Regions from separate parts of the Bicyclus anynana genome. Here region 1 is linked to region 2. Evidence: chromatin contacts called from public Hi-C data. All regions are on one chromosome and are shown on one strand. Each heading gives the region's core, a stretch centred on a gene start, on an enhancer-like site or on the middle of the called end of the contact. The rest is flanking DNA. Distances are from core to core; before and after follow the strand shown. Region 1 holds the start of LOC112048924 (probable G-protein coupled receptor No18). Region 2 has its middle 45 kb from the start of Trnar-ucg.

Region 1 (5,439 bases), core at 1,605-4,104, 55 kb before region 2:
CACGGGGAAAGCCACATTTAAAGGTTAGCAAATTTTTAATCTTTTTTTTTTATTCTTTACAAGTTAGCTCTTGACTACAACTTGACGTCGCTTGGTGGTACGTCTTTGCCGGTAGGGTGGTAACTAGCCACGGCCGAAGCCTCCCACCAGCCAGACGTAAACCAATTAAGAAAATCTCAATCGGTCCAGCCGGGGATCGAACCCAGGACCTTCGTTTTTAAATCCACCGCGTATACCACTGCGCCATTCCTTCCACGGAAACGAGAACTACATGGGTGAAACCACGAGGCGTCTGCTAGTGAAAGATAAATAAATAAATAATTCATGCCGTTAAAAGAAAATCCTGCACATACCTGATAATAAAAAAAGTAAATAAATATTAACGATGAAGAATTTAAAAATAAATGGTTTTTTATGTAACACCAATAGAATCGCAATAGCAATGGAGTGTTATTTTGTAATATTGCATAATTCAATAATTATAGTACAAGTTTAGTTATTAAAAACTAATTATCAGTTATTACTTACGTATTTATATATGCTGTTGCATAAATGTATAAAAAACACATGAAAATACTTCAAGTACATCGAAAATTTAGCGTTATTAGATATATATACACATTAGACACAAACAACCAAAAAAGTTTTTAGCCATAACAAAAAATTGTCACTAATTTTCTTTCTGCTTTATTCGATGGGTTTTCTTTTAAAATCTTTTAATTCTCAAATGCGCGATCAAAAGTTTAGTAAAGTGGTTTAGGGTTGTTGGCTTTAACCCAGAAATGATCAGCGTACGGGTCGTTTACTTTATGACGACAGAAATTACATTACCCGTGGAGTGCCAACGTAAATACTGAAATAGATCGTTTTAGATATATCTATTAGCATGCTCATGTTTCGAGTAACAAATTGTAAGTCCAGCTTACGTATGACATTTTTTCTGATTATTTATTTGATATATGCACCGCAATACCAAAGAATCAAAAATCATTGCTGCTGCTGCAAGCTGGCTTCATTTTGCATTTTTGAAACGTCATGTTTGACTATTTGTAAAGATTGGTTCGAAAGGCAGGTTCTTCTAAAAGCTGGAAATAAATTCAATTCTGTATTCTGAGCTCAACAGCGGCTCTTTTAAAAAATCATGTATTTTATAATTTACACTTGTTAAAATCATTACAATTTCTTTTACTTTTTAACTTCCAGTGTAGGTGATCCAATCTATGCATCTTTAACATTAAAGAATTCGTCAATTATATTATTGATGTAAAGTTACCTCGACTAATTAAATTTAATTTAGACATTTTGCTTAAACTTATGCTGCAGTGTCGATTACTAGAGCTAAAGATCGTAATGTCCCTTTAAGGAAGAGTCTTTAAAAGATTTTATTCCATCATTATAGGTACGTACTGCAAAATGAAAAAATCTTTCCTTAATCATCATCATCATCATCATCACCATCATCATTATCAGTCTCTTGTAATGGTTTCGAAACAACCACAGCATCCAGCGGCTTTGTGTGACTCGCTTGATGTCGTCGATTCACCTGATGGGGGGTGTTCGGCAAACAATGCGTTTCTTTTTTGCCTTTCTTCTACAATAAATTATTCAGGTTCGTAGGTTCGTAATGAGTCTTTAGAGAAAGCTATATATTTTGTGTCACTTGTCTAATGTCAGACTTGAATGCTATTTTTATTGATTAAATAATTATAAATTCTGTATGTAAGCTGGGGTGCGATTCCACTATTTTACAATCATCGACGAACCTTTCGCTCTTACTCGAATTTGAACTTTGTGTTTAAAAGATGCCAAAATTAAAATGCCACTAACAAAGTATGTAGGGCTGATCTACACTCAGTTTAAAAAAGTTATCCCACAGTATCTACGTAATAGCTTCACATGTGTGGATCTGTTTAGTGTTTATCTGTTTTTGTCAAAACTGTAACTCGAGTATGTAACCGATATAATTTTCCTCATTAGTATTTCATAAAAAACCTAACGCAAAAAGTTTCTATGGAATTTAGTTTAAACGATCTTTTCCTGGTGTACTAACTGGTGAAACTACTATATTCGTATTTAGCGAAAAGTTTTATTACCGTTTAATACGAAATTACTGTTTAAATATAAATACACACAAATTATCTCTTAGGACAGGGTCTTACATATCTACATATTGTTCGTTAGCTTTCCTAAAAGTCATCATAAATATAAATGAATTTATATCTAAGTATACAATACCTTCTGGTAATTTTAGCCCTTTGATTAGTTGAATTGAATTAATTAAATTATTGAATGGAATTTTGATGAGGGTTGTACACCTTTACAGTTTTAGATCAGTCAAGACGTGAATGATTTATTTAGAGCTTCAATCAATATCAAAGATGAAGTCACGGGAAAAAGGAAATTAGCTATTAAGTTCAAATACCCAATTGCATAATATTTAATTCATAGATAAGAACAAAAGTTGAAGGGTACTTATTGCATAGGTACTTAAAGTTTATATACACTAAGACGTTAAACAAGATCTTCAGCAAAATTAAAAGTTAAGTAGGTACCTACTTAATTTATGAATGCACAGATGACAAACCTTTATAACATTTATTTATTTGTTTTTCAAAACATAAACGTTAATAATGTTAATTTACATTTCAATACCAATTTCTAGAATTTCTAGAAAACTTACACGAGCATCACCGTGTTCCAATTCCAAGTTTAAAATCGTAACGGCTGACGGTTTTCTGAATGACAAAGCTTCGTGTGTTATGTACATAGAATTATGGCTATGGGATATTCGTATAGCAACTTGTAGCCGCTCGGAGAGGGGATGCCACGCGTTTCAAGCGGACTCGAACCGCTCGCCAGTCAGTTGTCAACTGACAGCGGAACGAGAAAGACGCGGCCGCTACGACCAGCGTGTTCTCAAACAAAACTTCACGCAACTTTACTGCAGTTGCGAGCGAACTAAGTGTTAGATTGCGTGCAAAGTGCTATAGTGTTTAGTGATGACTTTTGTATGGAATCGTCGGCTTTCATGTCTCCTGGACGAGCGTTGATGTCAGAGGAGATGGATGCGAAAGACCGGCTTGTGGAGGAGGTGATACTCCTCGCCCTGTTTCTTGTCTCGACGGCGGCCAATTCGTTGGCACTCTTGGTGTTCTGTCGACGACCTGGGCTGAGAACTATATCCAATAGGTAAGTTGCAAAGACCTAAATTGTCGACCCCTAAATATTGAAACACTTTTTTAATATTTGAGAATATCAACCACCATTTAGATACTAATTGAATAACTTAATGATGAAATTAATAACTGAAATAAACCCCTAAATATTGAAACAATAATATGCGTTTCACTATTTATGAAAAACTTAAAAATAAGTACTTTAAGTTAATGAAACCAGACATTACTATCAATATAATGAGAAGAATTGGAGAAGAAAAGGAATAAGATTCATTAAAAGTGTGATCAAATAATAAAATTTGTGTTTCAGTATTTGTGCTATATGTACTTAGCAACATTACTATAACTACCATATTAAATATATTAAAGAGACAGGAAAATAATAAATACATTAAACATCGTTATAATTATTTCAGCTAATTAATTTTAGAATGTTTGGTAAAACCTTTTATTCCGGCATTCTGTTTCCTCAATTTGGAAACAGAGTCAAATTAGAGTGAACAGGATGTTGTGGAAATACAGTCGGATATCAAGGCAGACAAGTCATAATAAAGCATTTGTAATGCAGACGTTGAAAATTATCGCATCCTTCAAATTCTTTACGTTCATTACGCCTAATATAAATTAATTAAGTCCATCGCAACACTTCGAAATGAGACAAGAGAGAGCCGTCTATCGAAAACGCGGAATTCATAAAAACTTATGGACAGCATGCGAATGTTGTACAAGCATAAGTAATAAAATTCGTTTTAACCGCGTAACAAATGTTGATTTATGTTATGAAAGCAGGGTTGACACTGAAAATAACTAAAATATAAAATCTAAAGTCATTCAAACCCAAACATTGAAGTTTTGGAAACCCTTATTGACTTCCTTTTTTTGTCAAGCGATCATACTATTGGGCTCTCGCCAAACGCCATATTATTATTAGACTATTAGTGTCGGTCCGTCCGTCTACCTGCTCTTTACATGTTTGTTTTACAGACTTTTGTAATCCATGATCTATGTTTACAAATTTTAACTCCACGACCGAGTCATAAGGTAAAAAAATTGCTAAGAGCAATTCGTTTCGTCATACTAAGAGAAGGTCAAAGCCTCATCGTCCGTTTTCAATTCAAAGATATTAAAAAACCTTACAGCCAATGTAACTGTTGGGCAACTTTACTCATAACGGCTCTTGATAATGAAAACAAAAACGTACAATATGTTTCATTGCTATAATAAAAATAAATAATGTGTTGAAGACATATACGTAAAACCTAAATACATATAATTAAACTTGATAATTTCAAAGTAGGTACGTATAAGCTAATTGAAATTCTTAAAACTCTTATTGTTTAACAAAGTTACGTACTACAATAAATCAGAAGTAACGTTAAACTTAAATAATAAAAACAAAGAAAAATATTAAAATAAGAATAGCGTGACATCGTTTGCTTAGTTTGGTAAGAATCTAAATTGTAAAATAACTCGGAACATGAACTCATGTTTCAAAATATAAATCTAGTAGATTGTAAGATAAAATTCAAGTAACTATTTAAATAACGTTGTCTATATTACTAATATTGTTATATTCAGTCGTATTCATTATAAAGTACGAAAACGTTAAAACAAAAGTCATTCCAATTTAAACAAAGTGCTTTAATCGACACATTTCTGTTAGCCCAGTCTGCGACATCAAACGTTTTAAATTGATCGAAATAAATTATATAATTTAAAACATCTGCGACTGAAAAAACCTGGCAAATATTCCGCTAAGGTTGCCCACTTAACGTTTTGCAATTGCAATTTATAGTTGCGGTGAAATGTATTCGAAAGATCAGAGGAGAAGCGAGCGATGTCCCAGATAACTGGCGACCGACGCTGCTCAATAAGAAGTAGTAAAATAAAATACGCTAGACTCAATTAGTTACTCGTAGATAGATAAATCACACCGTTTCCCGAGAAACAGACGGTGTAGAGCGGTTTGTTCCAACCTAATCCAACTACGAGTAGGTATAGTCAAAGATTTTATACTGTTGCGAACTGCGAACAAAGATGGATAATGATGGATTAATTTCATTTAGTCGCACAACGTTTTTGCAACAAAATTGTGCAGTAAAAGTTAAATTCGGCTCTTTTTGCGATGATTTTGTAGGCACGTACATACGAGTGTCTATAATAGTATAAAATCGTGAGTATAATACAATTAAACACGAACCAAACAACATTAACACCAGTTTTGTAACGATATCACTTGCGTGTTCATGTCAACGGTACATTA
Region 2 (5,697 bases), core at 1,592-4,091:
ACTAAATCTTTATAAACCCTGTCTTGGCAATTAAAACCAAAAATTGGGAGACCAAAATATACATTTTTTTTATTTACATGGGTCTAGACCAGGGGTCGGCAACCTGCGGCCCTTTCGTTGTCAAGTTGCGTCGGTTTACGTAAAAATTAAATTAAGATGATCTTTTAAAATCATACAATGGTGCATGAGTAGGCTACCCACCGACAACCAATTGTGGGCCAAAATCTAAACTTTGAGAAGGCATACACAACCAATGCTCCCCATAAATTTATTAGATATCAGATCTTTAGTTAAATTTTATTATTTTTTATGAAATCTTTAGTTAAATTCAATTGTTTGAATTTATTTGTTTGATTTGTTATAAAAGAAAATGTTAAGCATGTTAAGTATATATGATTTCCATACAACTCGCAAGAAATAAAATTTAAACACTTTTTTTACAAGTGTAAAATTTTGTATACCTACTGTAATTTTCTTATAAAGTTTTCAAACTCAAGTGGTTGCTGACCCCTGATCTAGACATCCAACTACTGATGGGATTTTTATATATATTCGAACTCGAACTATCCCAATTCTTGTTTGTTTTTTTATGAAATTCCGGTTTCCTAGGTCGATCAATCAATTAATCTCTATGTGAAAATTGTATTAAGACGAGTACAGAAGTTTCTGAGATTAGCCCGTACACCAAACAGACACAAACTTAGCGCTGTGGGGATTTTAATTTACGATTACGTTGTGTATATAGAATTTCAGACACGTGATGTTAAAGTTTAAAGTGTTAACTATAATCTTAAAGACAAGTCTAGCTATTAATTAGCGTGAACTAAATATCGCCGACGACTCAGTAAATTGTACAGTTAATTAATAACAAGGTTATCTGTGTTTATAACTACTAAGTTAATGTGAGAAATCGGAAATGTACCCAGTTTACGATAAACATGTAACTTCGACTGACTTAGGAGTTAGGACTCGGATCTTGGACCTCACTCAGTTGAAAAACTGAGTGAGGTCCAAGATCCGTTTCCACAGTTGACTAACACAAACACTTGCTACAGTTGACTAACACTAACACTTGCCATAGTTGACTAACACTAACACTTGCCATAGTTGACTAACACTAACACTTGCCACAATGACTAACACTAACACTAACACTTGCCACAGTTGACTAACACTAACACTAACACTTGCCGCAGTTGACTAACACTAACACTAACACTTGCCATAGTTGACTAACACTAACACTTGCCACAGTTGACTAACACTACCACTAACACTTGCCACAGTTGACTAACACTAACACTAACACTTGCCACAGTTGACTAACACTAACACTAACACTTGCCGCAGTTGACTAACACTAACACTAACACTTGCCATAGTTGACTAACACTAACACTTGCCATAGTTGACTAACACTAACACTTGCCACAATGACTAACACTAACACTAACACTTGCCACAGTTGACTAACACTAACACTAACACTTGCCGCAGTTGACTAACACTAACACTAACACTTGCCATAGTTGACTAACACTAACACTTGCCACAGTTGACTAACACTAACACTAACACTTGCCACACACCATCATTTTCCTAACTACTTTTTTACCCGACTACGGCGAAGCCAAATGAAGGGTAATGATTTTGGCAGTCTATGTAAATTTGTATGTATGAATTGTAGGTACGTATGCGTATATTTTCCACCGAACGCCTAATGAACCGATTTTAATGAATCAGGCAATCAGGCTATATTTTATCCCCGTATTCCTACGAGAACAGGAACCACGCGGGTGAAACATAAAATAAATAAGAAAATATATTTCTTTTTGCCGTGCGGTTTGCGGTTATGAAACAGATATACCTATTGCAAATATATCTCAACAAGGTACACGTATATTTAATCTGACATCAACCTTCGAAGATGATGATTTGACAATGTTCAATTGCAAAGTTAAAGCCAGTTTATTCAGTAAGAATATTATGAAGAATACGATCATTTTTAATTCTCATTGCACATTGTCCAGTCAACTGACGTTTGCTTCTACACAATAGATGGGATACCTATTCAATTAGTGGACGCGAAATCTTTCCGAGTGGGTCATTTGGAAAATTCGTAAATACAGACGGGGTCAGTGACTCCGTGAGTCACAAGTGGGCGTGGCGTTGGTCAGAGATTAATTTAAGTTGCAGAACGGGCATCGCTACCAATTTGGTGGTACATAAACGTGCAATTGGTATTGGCGGGTCTGGAATGAGACTTTTACTGTTGTGTTACTTTTTTATTTAACAAATTTGATGCTTGTTTACGATTTAATTAGATTTTAGGTGCATAGTAGGTATCTTGGAAGACAAAGAGTTAAATAAAACCATGCTCCTGACTGGTTTTAAGTGACATCTTATTGGGACGCTAAATAGCTTGCCAGTATTCATTTGCTGCTTGGCTAAGCGGTGTCTGGTTATGACCCTAGCAGCAAATAGCTTTTCGTTTATGGAATCTCGGGAAGACGAGGAGGTTATACGAATAGAACTGCGGAAATAGATTTAATAGAAAAAGCAGAAAATTTCCAAATCACATATTATAAATATATTAGTTATACGCAGCAAATATTTCATAGCGATATTGCACATGTTTTATTTAAGTTTTAATCGCTTATTGCACAATTCGCAAAGTTTAAAGTATAAAGTCACCTATTAACTGTAAAAATGACAAGTAGTGGTAAATGTACATCTCATAAATGTCGTATCTATTTTATTTAATTAATAAGAATGTTATTCTTTGATCATTATTATGATTTAGCAGAGCGCGGCAGGCCTACCTGCACGTTACCTTGGCGCCAAGTGCATGCAATATCCTTCCATATTCAAGTAAGACATTCGTGCATCTAGCTTACTTTTCATTTTTACCCTAATCACTTTGGTAATAGAGATCGTTTTAGCGTAAAGCTAATCCGGATTTGTCACAAATAGTGGGTGTTATATTTTTTTATATGAAGTGATATCGGATTAACAGTCTTTGCATGCGACGACGTTTTATCGCGTAGATAATTTTTTTTTAAACAATATTTGCTTTTTTTTTATTATGATCAATATTTCCATTTCTCTCTAATTAATTGGGAAATAGTATGTTAAAAATAGTAACTACGACAATAGTCCAGCCAGCAGGTATCGGGTATAGTCCGGACCCTTTAACGTTGAGCAATTGAGGCTATAAGTGTAACTCACGACTAATATAAAATAGAACGGGCAGTTGCAGTTTAAAAAGTCTTTGTTTTATTAATCTATACTTTGACAAGAAAATCTTTTTCGATCTTTTGTCTAATAAAAGAGAAATTCAGGCACATGAGGTTAAGACTTATGCCTTAAATTGCTAGGTAAATAGGTACTAAACTACTAATACTCGTATTATAAATGCGAAAGTTTGTATGGATGTTTGTTACTTTTTAAATTAGGAATGGCCTTTCATCCCGGAAAAATTCATGGTTCCTGCATGATTTTTTAAAAACTGAATTCCACGTGGATGAACAATAAAATCTTGATAACTTGAATGTCAAACGAAATGTTGAAAATTTCTTGGAACCATTAGGTAGGATTATCTTCACATAACATAACTGTCAACTAAAACCATGAATAACATAAGAACTAATCTCTGGTGCGATAATTTTCCAAAAGTTATTTTATATTGATTGTTCCGTGAACTAATAATAAATTAGTATAAAAATGATTGGAAACAATAAAAAGAATTTTCAAGATCGGTTTATAAATGACGTAATTATCGCTGGACATACATAAAAAAAAACATACATACAGCCGAACGTAGAACCTCCTCCTTTTTGGAAGTCGGTTAAATTACTGAAAACGAACGACAAAACGCAGTATGTTTGTCGTAGCGTGCAAAGGCTCTTTGCCATCGAAATCACAGTTGTGTTTATAGCAGGTGTCAGATTCGTTGCAAGTAATTTGAGGAGGTAGACGAGTGTTTGCCGGTTCTAGATGTGAGAGACAATGACCGCCTGACCCGGCTTGGTCAATCACACTTTTACTGTTTCTCTGTACTTGCTATATTTTTATTATACTTACTAAATTGATTAATTTTGGTACAAAGAGTGGATTGGTGATTGGGGCTTCTCAACGAGATTTTATACTTTTAGATATGTTACGTAAAACAATAAACGCAAAAAGTGATCCGAATTTAGTTACTCCACACAGCGCATAATTTTGAGTTTACTTACATTATATTATGTTTATGTATAAATAGTTTTTAATCATCATCATCATTTTCAACCCATATTCGGCTCATTGCTGAGCTCAAGTCTCCTCTCAGAATGAGAGGGCCATTAGGCCACCATGCTGGCCCAATGCGGATTGGCAGACTTCACACACGCAGATAATTAAGAAAAATCTCCGTGATATTTAATTTCTTTAAATGCACACAACTGAAAAGTTTGACGTGCATGCCCCGGACCGGATTCGAACCCACGCCCTCCGGAATCGGAGGCAGAGGTCATATCCACTGGGCTATCACGGCTCTTTATACATAGTTTTTACACTTCCGCTATTTTATACTCGTCGATTTGCCTATAATAAGGTTTATTAGAATTTGAACTTTATTTCTATGGGGTGCCAAAAATAAAACGACCATAACAACGAAGCTTCCATGGAAACCAACGATGTCACAGTGCTGTAACTTTACAGAATGCAGGGACTGAAGACAACTCGACACTGTACACAATATAGTTATTATTTGTTTAAATAACTTTCGTTGTTTACTATACAACTAAATGAAAATAAGACAGCCTTTGTTCGCTTCAATTTCGACGCGCGTGACGTGTCTAATAGTATAAAATCTTTGGGGCTTCTCAATAATAATGAAATATACTAGAGGCGGGTAGGGTGACAACATTTGACTCTGTAACGATCACTGGCAGATGTTAATAATTAAAATGACGGGAAGCGCTGCTCTCTAAAGCACCAGGATGTAACACCACCAACTTACTGAATCCAGGCTAAAAATATTTACTAAAAAATTAAAAAAAATCTCAGTATATATATCTCAGTTTAAATCTCGGTTATAGCCCAACAGAACTCGAACCCGGAACCTCGCGATACGACGACACATTTAACCACTTGATCAACAAAGCAATAAGTACTAGGCTGTTAGAATTAGCAGGAGCTAATATTGAGCTTTCCAAAAGTGCAGTTTCTTCGCTACACTACTTTGTTCACCACATGTAACACGTCCTTGATGAAAACAACGAATAAATCATTAGAAGTGACGCAGTGATGACGTTATCAAAACAAGTTTACAAGATAAATCTTGAGTAAGGTTGCCACCTTTATGCAGTAACAGCTTATTTATTTACTCTCATATCTTATGACTCCAATTATGAATTAAAAAATATATTAATTAAGTGTAAAATACAGAAGGGCGTGTGCTTCAAGACTCCGCCCCCAAGATCGTGAGTTAAAAAACCTACGTCTGGATGACGTCAGATATCGGATACCTGCAAAATGTCTAAAGACCAAAATAGTGAATAAGTCAAATTAATCGACAAAATGTCATCATGACATACATACTGTATGATAACCACTAGTAAGCACCGGATGGCATTTGTTAAATAGAATCTCAATTTTGTTTAGGTCAATTAGCATACGTCAAAGATAGTGAGTTAGTCTGCTGGTCTTCGCCGGCAA

The links. A called contact is a pair of places that touch in the nucleus more often than the background predicts.
Region 1: a contact with region 2 is called in a Hi-C map of whole body, with 1.6 times the contacts expected there. The contact joins the promoter of LOC112048924 here to the enhancer-like site in region 2. A contact is called at or near these places in 2 of 2 Hi-C or Micro-C datasets (whole body and whole larva).

What each region holds. Positions count from the first base shown.
Region 1 is chr8:14,950,049-14,955,487 of ilBicAnyn1.1, reverse strand. It overlaps LOC112048924 (probable G-protein coupled receptor No18), which reads left to right and starts at 2,854. Exons shown (of 2, transcript XM_024086631.2): 1 at 2,854-3,189. The coding sequence starts at 3,011.
Region 2 is chr8:14,895,210-14,900,906 of ilBicAnyn1.1, reverse strand. No RefSeq gene overlaps it. Among protein-coding and RNA genes, the nearest start is that of Trnar-ucg, 45 kb to the right of the region's middle. Within about 2 kb of position 2,841, at least 7 of the 8 cell types and tissues checked have open chromatin away from gene starts, as enhancers often do.